3 separate regions of the Pan troglodytes genome follow, and regions 2 and 3 are each linked to region 1. A link is a contact called in public HiChIP or PLAC-seq data. All regions are on one chromosome and are shown on one strand. The core of a region is the stretch at or near the end of the contact, and the rest is flanking DNA. Distances in the headings are between cores, read along the strand shown. Region 1 holds the start of NPL (N-acetylneuraminate pyruvate lyase). Region 2 holds the start of RNASEL (ribonuclease L). Region 3 holds the start of RGS16 (regulator of G protein signaling 16).

What was found. HiChIP or PLAC-seq counts read pairs in DNA pulled down with a chosen protein or histone mark.
Region 2: an H3K4me3 HiChIP or PLAC-seq map of stem cell-derived excitatory neurons shows a contact between it and region 1, with 5 times the contacts expected there. The contact joins the promoter of RNASEL here to the promoter of NPL in region 1. A contact is called at or near these places in 7 of 7 Hi-C or Micro-C datasets (blood, induced pluripotent stem cells, a lymphoblastoid cell line and 2 more), 1 of 1 datasets of contacts at active chromatin or transcription factors (stem cell-derived excitatory neurons) and 1 of 1 other capture datasets (stem cell-derived neural stem cells).
Region 3: an H3K4me3 HiChIP or PLAC-seq map of stem cell-derived excitatory neurons shows a contact between it and region 1, with 8 times the contacts expected there. The contact joins the promoter of RGS16 here to the promoter of NPL in region 1. A contact is called at or near these places in 6 of 7 Hi-C or Micro-C datasets (blood, induced pluripotent stem cells, a lymphoblastoid cell line and 1 more), 1 of 1 datasets of contacts at active chromatin or transcription factors (stem cell-derived excitatory neurons) and 1 of 1 other capture datasets (stem cell-derived neural stem cells).

What each region holds. Positions count from the first base shown.
Region 1 is chr1:66,318,061-66,321,778 of NHGRI_mPanTro3-v2.0_pri, forward strand. NPL (N-acetylneuraminate pyruvate lyase) reads right to left here and starts at 1,745. Exons shown (of 14, transcript NM_001246492.1): 1 at 1,689-1,745; 2 at 165-269.
Region 2 is chr1:66,515,481-66,519,198 of NHGRI_mPanTro3-v2.0_pri, forward strand. RNASEL (ribonuclease L) reads left to right here and starts at 2,165. Exons shown (of 7, transcript XM_524990.5): 1 at 2,165-2,282.
Region 3 is chr1:66,494,354-66,498,071 of NHGRI_mPanTro3-v2.0_pri, forward strand. RGS16 (regulator of G protein signaling 16) reads left to right here and starts at 1,574. Exons shown (of 6, transcript XM_003308627.7): 1 at 1,574-1,694.

The DNA.
Region 1 (3,718 bases), core at 495-2,994:
AATCTTCCAGTAACACCAGCATTTCTGGTCTTGTCTTTGTCCTGTTTAGAAAATGCCAGTAGGCTAAAGACCCAGCTCCCTGGGGTCTGGGTCTCTATTGAAATCTTCGTGCCTGCACTGTACTTGCCCAGCTGAACAAACTGTTTGCTGTTCCTCCTACCTACCTTTCGCTGTTTGTCTGCTTGCCTTTGTTCCTGTGGTTCTCTCACTTCAATCTCTTCGGTCTGATCAACTTTTAAAGCTCACTTTATCCATTCCAGCAGGTATAGCTTAAAAACAAAAACAAAAACAAAAAAACCTCTCATTTTAAAAACCAGGGGATTTCCTGATACCCCAGCCGAAAATAATTTCTTAAGCCTCAGAATTCCCCCAAAGAGTGGCTTTTCATTAAAAACCTTACATCAGAGTTATTAAGCAGGGTGGTTTTGGCTCCTCTCCTAGACTGTCTGCCATCTGGGGGCAATGGCAGCTTGGAAAATTTCTTTGCACAGATAACTACACTACGTAAAATTTGCTGCCTTTGCAAACTTTGAAACGCCTACAGGAAGAAATGGGATAAAAACGACTTTGGCCGGGCGCGGTGGCTCAAGCCTGTAATCCCAGCACTTTGGGAGGCCGAGGCGGGCGGATACCTGAGGTCAGGAGTTCGAGACCAGCCTGAACAACATGGCCAAACCCCGTCTCTACTAAAAATACAAAATTAGCCGGGCGTGGTGGCGGGCGCCTGTAGTCCCAGCTACTCGGGAGGCTGAGGCAGGAGCATGGCGTGAACCTGGGAGGCGGAGCTTGCAGTGAGCCGAGATAGCGCCACTGCAGTCCGTCCTGGGCGACAAGAGCGAGACTCCGTCTCAAAAACAACAACAACAACAACAACAACAAAAAGACTTTAACAGAGAATGATCAGTATTTTTAAGATTCAAGTTTTTAATAAACTTGGGAATGTTATGCTTTGAAGCATAACAGATAATTATCAATATTTTTAAGATTCAAGTTTTAGATAAACTTGGGAATGTTATGCTTTGAAGTTTTCAGAGCTAGTAGCTAAAGCGAATGGCTCTAATGTTCTCCAGCCTAAGACTTAACGTGAATTTAGATTATTACTGAAACATTGGGAGGGGGTATTACTCTTGAAATCTTATACCTCCATCCACAGATAAGAACACTTAGTGCAAAGAATTAAAGCTGCCTAAGTCAAATTCTTTTTAAAATGGCAAAGTTGTTTTTTTAAGAGACAGAAAGTGGGGGCAGAATGTACCTCTGGGCAGAGAATATCTTGAGGGACAGGTACTCGGAGAAGAGGAGATACAAATAGGGATTTTTAAAAAAGCAGAAAACCACCAATTTCTCCTCAAGTGAAGGGGGGATGTATCAGGTTTAACTTTAAGCTCTCTTCTGCTCAACTGCTAACTCTATTTTGAGGAAAGGACCTTTGGAGACCCGGCAGATATGCTGTCGGCAAACAATCCGGGGGAGTAAGTTCTTCTGCCCCCGTCTGTCCCTACACTTTTCGCATTCACACCTTCCCCAGATCCGTTTCCCAGCGTATCTGCCTTCCCTCTTTCCTCCGGGTCCGTCAACGTCTCACCCACCCGCGAGTCAGGCCCCAGCGCCCCTCCGCCCGAACGCCCAGGTCGTCGGGCCGTCTGCGTCCGTCTGTCCTAGCCCGTGCCGTCGCGGGCCGCGCTCACCCAGGCCTCCGCTATTGTCCGTGCGGCCGCTCCGCCCGGCAGCCGCCGCCGCGCTTTATATCCGCGGCCGCCCGGCTCGGGCCCACGTGCCGCCACGCCAGGGAGCCTGGGGGTTGTAGTTCTGCGCCGCCGCCCGCGAGGCGCGCCCGGAACCGCTGGCCCGGAAACCCCGAAACGTTTTGCACACTGGAGTCTGCTCTTCCCCGGGTGTCACCTGAACAACATGGGCTGAAGTGACTCCGGCGCAGCGCCCCGGCTCCCCGAGGATCGGAAGCATCCGAACTGGCGGCTGGGTGCCCGAGAGCACGCGGCTCACCCGCGCCACGCCGAGTGCAAACCTCCCCCTGCCTCGTCTGCACGCCAGTCCTTCCCGCGTGCAGGCACCTCCTGGGCTCCGCTGCGTCTTAATTTTCCTTCTCTTGCGCAGGGCTCTGCAATCCCCGCTATCTCGTGGTTCTGCGTTGTGAGGTTTGGGCTGCTGTTTCCGAGGCGTACGGAGAATCCCAACTGCCCATCGGCGTTCAGGTCTCTTCGGGTTGACGCCGCTGCACCAGCCCTGCAGACTCTCGTGTTAAAGAGAGATGAGCGAATTTTAAAGTGAATTATCTACTCATACGGGAGCTTTCCTGGCTTCTTTTGGAGAACATTTGAAAGAGTTTTGAAAGGGAAAATTATTTTTAACCCAACCGCCTCTACTTTCAGGAGTATCAGGAGTCTTATTCTAGGATCATGTACTGTGTGAATAAATCAGGAACAGAGCCAGAGACAAGTCCTCAGTTTTCTCTTGCTGATGTGATTCCACCTCAATTTTCCATAAAAGGCGATGGCTGATGCTTATTATTACATTTAGAGAAACTAAATTGTTCAAAGGGCTTTCCAGTTTGCAAAGTGCTTTTAAATGTATTCTAATAGTTCTTTCGTTGCACAGAGCACCAGAGATAATAGCTAATAAGTACTGTGTTCAGTGCTTACTCAGCCTGCACCGTTCTAGCCGTTTTAACATTTAATTCATAAAATAACTCCATTGGTGGGTCCTGTTTTATAAATGTATATATATTACAGATGAGCAAGGATCATTCCATTTTACAGATCAGAAACAGGTTTAAAGAGTTGAAGTAATTTGCCAAAAGCCATAGAGCTGGTTAAGCTGTGGTTTGATTTCAAGTAGTCCAGAAGCTTGTGCTTTTAACACTATGTTATCCTACAGGAAAAAAAAAAAACAAAAAAAAAACAAAAAGAAAAGAAAAAAGAAAAACCCTTAGTTACATGAAGCAAGTTCTCCTAAGGCTGCAGCATGGCTTTTTGTTTTGGTTTGGTTTTTGTAATATTAACAAGAATATTATATCCTAATGGTACAATGAAAGTTTTTTTTTTTTTGGAAAGTCACAGTTTAATAAGTGCAAAATTAAGTATGTCAATACCCAAAAGGTATAGGTCATTAGGCTTAACATTGTCAGCCAACAAACCAATATTCTAAATGCATGAACTAACTACTTTTTGTATAAATATGGTAGTGCAAAGTAATTCCTTATAATAATTTGTTAGTGTCTACCAAGAAGCAGATGCTAAGATGGGATTAGATGTGCAAGAAACTTATTGGGGCAGGGATTTGGAGCAGACAGGAGCAGCCTGCAGACTGATGTAGGGCTGACATCTGTGGAACAAAAGATGGAAGAAAGGAGCATGGAGTAGGGAGAGTCTCACTGCATTCTTACAGTATCCACTCTGTGCCGTTATGAAACTCAGAGCCTATACTGTGAAGTGTTGGGGAGACATTGTTGTTTTAAAATATGGTAAATGCAGTGATAGACTGTACAGAGATATTACAGGAACACTGAGCTCTAATCTGGGCTGAAGGGGGTGGTGTGTGTGTGTATGTGTGTGTGTGTGTGTGTGTGTGTGAAGAGGCAGGAGGGTGTTCCAGAAACGTCTTACTGGGGAAGGTCACAGCCAAGCTAAATATCAGACAATGAGTAGGGCTTAGAAGAAGAGAGGCAGCAAAAGGCTCAGTGCTGAACTGCAGGCCTCTA
Region 2 (3,718 bases), core at 915-3,414, 200 kb after region 1:
AATCCCAGCTCCTCAGGAGGCTAAGGCAAGAGAATCGCTTGAACCCAGGAGACAGAGGTTTCAGTGAGCCAAGATTGCACCACTGCACTCCAGCCTGGGTGACAGAGTGAGACTCCGTCTCGAAAAGAAAAAAAAAAGAAAAGAATGGGGACAAGCTGTTTCTCTGTGATGTTCAGTGATATAGATCAAATCCTTAGAGCAAGTTACTTAACCACTTTATGCTTCAGTTTTCTTATCTGCAAAACGGAGACAAAAATAGTACATACATCATAAGGATAAGATTAAATAATTTAATACATATATAAAGTGTTCAGAACAGTTCCTGGACCATATTAAAGAGCTATGTAAATGTTTGTCATTATTAACAGAATCATCCACATTTTCATCACTCTTACTAATATCATTAGTTCTGGTAGCAAGGCAGCATAGGTCAAGATATAGAGGTAGAAGCATATGACATAATGTGACGAGGAACTGGAGGCTAGCACTGATGATGCCCATGAGGAGTAGGGACAGGCAGGGACTGTATTATAACCTGAAATCATGATATGTTGGGTTTTTCGACTGTTTATGATCTATTTCTGCCTATTAAGATGCAAGCTTCGAGAAGAACTCCGTGAGGAACTGGTATGGTAAATCACTCTATGCCAGATATGCAGAATAGGCACTGGTAACATAGTCAGTGCTCAATAAGTTTGTTTTTTTTTTTTTTGAGACAGAGTCTTGCTCTGTCATCCAGGCTGGAGTGTAGTGGTACTATGTTGGCTCACTTCAACCTCCACCTCCCGGGTTCAAGCAATTCTCCTGCCTCAGCCTCCCGAGTAGCTGGGATTACAGGTGCACAACACCACACCTGGCTACTTTTTGTATTTTTAGTAGAGACGCGGTTTCACCATGTTGGCCAGGCTGGTCTTGAACTCCTGAACTCAGGTGATCTGCCTGCCTCGGCCTCCCAAAGTGCTGGGATTACAGGTGTGAGCCACCGCGCCTGTCCAACAAGTATTAATTAAATGAATAATGGGTTAAGGATTTTTGAACTTTGTCCTGAAAATGATGGTGGGTCAATGATGCAGGGTGGAACAATGGATGAAGGGCTAGGAAGCAAGTCATCAGTTTCTTGCTATAAATGATGACAAGGACTCGACTGGTCATCCCTTTGCAGATGAAAGCAAGAGACTTGGTGTTGGGATGAGGATGAGGGGTGGCCTCCGGGTGATGGTGCCATCTGTGGAGATGGAATAAGTGGGAGGAGGGGCAGATTTAGGAAAAGATGAGTATTTCCATTTGACACATATTCAAGATTTGTAGGTCTAAAGCTCAGCAGAGAGGCTGGGGTTAGAGAGCGAGGCCTGGGAATCCCTGGTGTATAAGGGGTGGTAGAGGCCCCGGGTCTGGATGGTGTGACACAGGTGGTCGTCAAGTGACCATGCACTACTTGTTGTTCACAAGTCCCAGGGCTTTGTCTCCCCAGCAAGACTGGGTATTCTTTGGGGATGGAAATACTTTCCACTACAGCACTAAGTACACAGTACACAGCTCATTGCTAGGAAGATAGTCAAGAACAGAACTTGTAGAGCAGAAAGGAACCTTCAAAACCAAGTTATAGGAGAGAACTGAGGCCCTACATGGTTAAATCACATGCCTGAGGTCACTCAGCTAAGCAGCCACAGAGCTGGCTGTAGGATCAGGTCTCCAGACTGCCAGTCCGGTACCCTCCTGAGAAGGCCGCACTGCCTCAGAGCTGTGAGTTGAGTGAGCTGAGACAGGTGACAGGGCTTGGGCTTTGGGCTTACTTAGCTTCTATGAGCCTGCGTTTCATAATCAACAAGATTGTCAGGGGTTAACTGGGACCATGCTGCACGTAAAGCATTGTGTCTGGAACACAATAGGTGCTCAATATGTGTTTACTTTCCATTCCTTTCTTCCAAGAAGACCAGAATTTGCAATGACAAAAGAAAGGACGCAAGAGTGATGGATGCAGTTGGCTGCTGCCACCTGAAAGGCTGCAAGACTGAGAGGTGAGTGACATGACCCCGGGCATCACATTCCTCATCAGCAGACAGAAAGTGGCTATTGCTTTCCTCCAGAAGGTGTGCAAGTAGAAGCTTTGCTCCTGGTGCCAGAGTGAGCCTGTGGCTGCTTTCCCTCCCACACTCCTCACTCCTTTCTTGGCTCCGCCCTGCTGGCTCAGTGACGCAGCAGGAGGAAACTGCTCGGGCTGCAAGCAGTCTTCCAGGCTTTGCGGCTGCCAAAGGAATAATTGAGACGTCTGAGTTGAGCAGGTAAGGCAGGCAGAAGGAGGAAAGCTAGAAAACCTCGATAAGTCGATCCTGAAGAATTCTTGGGCTTTGGAGACTGGAGAGGCCAGGGGCTGGAGGACTTGGGAAGTGGGAGGGGAGCTCCCAGCCCTTGGCTGCCCGGAAGGATCTTCCTCAGTGCCCTTCCAGAGTTCTGTCAGAGTCCACACGTCATTTATCCATGTCCTCAGTTTCTCAGGCATCTCTTTGCGACTTACTCAGGTCGCACAGAGAAAGTGAAATTGAAAGCAGGATTGTCTGTTGGAGTACTTCCGCAGGCTCGTCTCTTCTCGACTCTGATGCGTCACTCAGGGCTTCCTTGATATTTCCTCTCCTTCCCGGCTCCTTTGTTTATACCAGCCCACCTCACATCTGATTGTAATGGGGACGGTCTACACAAACACTTTGGTTCAAAGATTTCATTGCCTGGTGATCGTGTATGTGTTGCACAATTAATTAAACTTCTAAGAGGCTAATCAATTAACCTCTGAGGCTTTGAAACTGTCAGAGTGGTGAGATTGCTGAAAAAGGGTTGCTTCGTGAATTCTATAGCAGATGCAGTAATTTAAATATTCAGGTAACAGTTTCGGGCTGTCTGATGATTGAACTGGATCTGTAATTCTCAGATCTGATTGACAGTTGGACGAAATTGATAGCTGCCAGTTGCCTATTCGTGTAGTAGCTATATGCACATGTGTAGGGAGAATAGAATTCACTAAGCAATTTATTTTTTCATAAAGGGATATAATTAGCTCTAACATTCATTGAGCGGCTAATATTTGCAACACTCCATACTTTAATGTACTTTACACACGACTGTATTTATTTTTGTCTCCATTTCAGGAAATAGAAAATTGAGATTCAACAATCCAAGGTTACAGGAAGTAATAGTAAAAAATTACACAGCCACAAGCTCAAACTTAGATCTCCCTAAGGTTAGAGTACAAGCTCTTTTCACTACTGCAGATACTCCTTGACTTATGATGGGGTTACATACAGATAAACCCTTCCTAAATTGAAAATATTGTAGGTCAAAAGCACATTTAATACACCTAATCTGCTGAACGTCATAGCTTATCCTAGCTTACCTTAAATGTGCTCAGAACACTTACATTAGGCTACAGTTGGGCAAAATCATCTAGCTCAAAGCTTATTTTATAATAAAGTGTTAAATGTCTCATGTATTTATCGAATGCTATGCTGAAATAAAAAACAGAATGGTTGTATGTGTACTTGAAGTGTGGTTTCTACTGAATGTTTATTGCTTTTCCACCACTGCAAAGTCAAAAAATCATAAATCAAAGTCAAAAAACATAAGTCAGATATTGTCTGTACTTTAAATAGGGGCACAGGGTTGTACAAAGAGGACATGCACAGAGTCAGCAAACACAGTGATCAACCTTCCTGGTGACATAAGAATG
Region 3 (3,718 bases), core at 324-2,823, 180 kb after region 1:
AGAGAGTGGCCCCAGGGTCAAAGGCTGCTGAGAGCCACAGTACCTAGACCCTCTTTAAACTGCACCTAGGCAGCTAAAGTTCCTTTCCTCTGCCCCCTCTAACCCCTCCCAAGATGTGAAGACTAGACTGAACTGTAAGAGAAGGTAAATATTCATTTTGGGAATCCTCTTGGAGCTGGGAATGTGAGTATTTCAGAACTCAGAGCAGGAAAGAACTTTTTGTAACTGTGGGAGCTGGGGATGGAGGAAGTCTGCAGAATGCGTAGCTAACTGCATGGACAGTCAGATGACCCAGTACCAAATCATGCACGATCCTTCTATCTCTTCCTCCATTAACCTCTCTATGCTTCAGTTTCCCCATCTGTAAAACAATGGTCAGAGGACCTTCTTCAGAGGTTAGTGTGAGGATTAAATGAGACGAGGACTGTGAGAGCCATAAATGTAGAGCACAGTGGAAGTGTGCACACCAGTTGTTAGTGACTGTCATTGTGTTTACTGCAGCCAGGGTGTTTGGGACGCCTGGGGACTTGGATCCAGAAAGTTCCCCTGTGGTCACATTTGGAGCAGCACTACAGCTAGATGGCTGGCGGAGGAGGCGTGGCTCACCCAGGCTCAGTCACACAGCTCACCGCGTGTGCCCCCCTGCTCAAATGTGTGGGGCCTATTAGGGAGAGCTCATTTCTATCTCTGCAAAAACATCATGCACCCCCTGCTGTGCTCTTCTCTCTGTCCACCTGGGCCTGTTTCTAGGACAGCTGCTGTGTCAGAGGCTGAGGGCCTGGGAGCTTGTGAAAGGACCACCTGTTCCCATTGCTTTCTCCGGCCCTTCTCCCCCGCCGCCACTCTGCCGGCCCAGCCTCCCAGCTGCTCACACATCACACCACGTTTCTCCCTCTGCTCAGGTGTTGTGAGCACATTGTGAGAGGCATGATCCCTTCCAACTTGTCGCCACATTACAGCTAGTGTTGGTGCTTTTGTTGAGCCTCCCCTGCTTTCCTATAAAATGGTTTTTCTTCTGTGCCCCTGCACCAGACTGCCCCACCCCCACCCCCTACTCTCCCTGTTGACATGGGGACTCCTGGAAGGTGACTCAAAGGAGGAGGAGGTACCCCACAGAAAGTAGGTCCTTAACTCCCAGGAGATGACAAAGCCCCTCCCATGCCTCTGACCTGACATCTCTGCACGTGTGTGTGGTATTCACATGTTGGGGCTTGCTGTTCCTGGGGTCCTTGTGTCTCATCTGTGGCCTAGGTAAGCACCTAGAAATTTCTGACTAGAACAAGGAGGAGAAATGGCCTGAAGTAGCAGCCAAGGTCCAGGGGGAGAGATGCTCAGAGGCTAGGGAACATGGGGACAAGGCATTGAATAGCCCTGGGGTTGGACCTTGTGGATAGAACTGGGTTTCTAGCCTGGCACTCCCATTTACTAGGTGTGTCACTGTGGGGAGATTACTTACGCACCGATGTCTGTTTCCCCTTCTGTACAGGTGGCATCTGTAAGGCCCTGAGTCCAGCGTTGGATCATGGAGGGCCCTAAAAATGGTAGTTTCCTTTTCTCTAAGACAGGGCCTGGAGGAAGACCAGACATCAACCTTCCAAGCTGGCTGAAATCGTCTTACTGTCTGACACAGAGCCGGATTCTCCCTAGTACATGCTGCTCTGGAATACCTAGGAGAGGAAGAGGAAGGAGGCAAGGTAAGCTGGGGGCTTTTCACACTAAAGGCCTACAGAGGGGTAGGTGGAGTCGGCATAGGTGCCATGTGTGTTTGGTGTCTTGCTTCCAACTCTAGCTGGGCTCTGGAGCCACTGATGTCTGCTTGACCCTTCCCTGATTTTGCTCCAGTTTGCTCTGCACTGGGAGACTGCAAGCCACAGGGGGAGGGGAGTGTAAGAGGGCTGCAGAGTAATAAGTTTCACTGCATAATTCAGCCCTCCTGGGACCCATTTCCAGAAAGCTGACTGGCTGAAGTTTAGCTGAGAATGCCTGCAATCTGGAGGATCTGGGGCAGGCAGGGTTGACAGTTAATCTCCAAGGATATTCACCATGTTTGGAGTGGGATTCATTCACTCATTATTTAATGAGTGTCTCTATTGTGTTAGACACTGCACTAGGCACCGAGATTTGGGCTCCAGACCTCCCTGAGGCCGTTTTAGACCTGTCCAAGTAAGCATCCACATCTCAAAGGCAGCTTTGGAATGGAGGAGAGAACACTGAATGTCTCTGGAAACAGAGGTAGTCTGATATGTTGAGTTTTCCAAGAAATGAGGGTGGTTGGCCACTCATAGAGGTTCTCCTCTGCGAAGGTCTTTCAGTTCCCTGCCCCTACACACACACACACACACACACACACACAAACACACACAATATTTGAGAGTAAAACAATGTTCTCTCCTCACCTATTCTATATCCCCGTTCTCTTGACACAACAGTTAGGCCAAAGAGCAGAATACTTTCCTCTTGCCCACGATGTTACACATCAGCACTGGCTGTTGCCTTGGTGAGAGAATATGGTGTGGTGAGCGATGGTCAGAATCCCTCCTCTACTCCCAGATTAGGGGTGGCACCTGTTAGATTTCTTCTGGTGCTTATTTCCTTCTAGAGATAGAGGCACCATCTGGGGTGCTGTGCCTGTCTGACTTTCCAGTTCTAAAATAAAAATGTGCTCCATCCTCAGTTTGCAAAGGACTAGGGGACGGGAAATATAAACATCACCTTTCAGTCATTTGCAAATCCCAGGCCTCACGTTTCCCCCCTCTAATCTTTCATTCTGACTGGCTTCTCAGGGTCTTGGAAAATCATTACAGTAAAATGCAGATTCTAATAAGCCTTGTTTCTAAGTCTTAGTGAATGGAAACGAGATACTCTCAGAAAAATGACTTTTGTGACAAAGGTGAAGAAGGCAAGGAGGAGGTATGGTGGGAAAGAGGAAGACATTTAGAAACTCAGGCTTCTTAGGTAACTCTCTTACTTCGGAAATGGAAGTGTTAAGGTGAGATGGGCCCATTTATTACTGATGACTTACTTGGTACTTTAGGGAATGCAGCAAGGTGATGGCAGGGGTGGGCAGGGGTTTGCAGAGTGGAGACAGCATGGGCTGGTGAGCACAGGGAGAGGTGGAGGAAGCTGGGCGCTGGCAGGCAGGGAAAGTTTGGGAGCCTGGAGGGAGGTAGACTATCGGGTTATAGGGTGGGGTGAAGTGGACCTTACAGTCAGGCAGATAAGCTCACGGGTTTCAGACCACAAAACGCTAAGATCTGGGCCTGGGAAGGGCCAAGCCAGCATGTGAGAACCAAGAAAGCATAAACCTCAGAGGGCCAGGCGCCATCCCCCAGCTCTCAGGTTCCCAGGAGGATGGGGAGGAACAAAGGTCTTGGGTTTTGACACATCCCAAAGACTTTGGGAGCTGCCCCTGGTCTCCCTCCCAGGTGGGAACCAGGCTTTTCCATGAGCAAAGGAAGATGGGACAGCATGGGCTGGAAAGTGTGGCAGGGGAACACAGAGCTGAATTCTGAGTTTTCCTGAAAAAGAGATATAAAAACCCACATGCTAACAGAGGGACTTGAGCAGAGAAAGGGACTCTCCACAGCCATACTCGGGAACTGTATACACAAGGGACTGGGAAGTGAAGCAGCAGAAAAATCCGGAGCCTGTGATGACATCACAGCTAAGGGCAAAGACAGGAAGTGGAAAATGTGAATGGGGAGGGAGGAATGGAGTG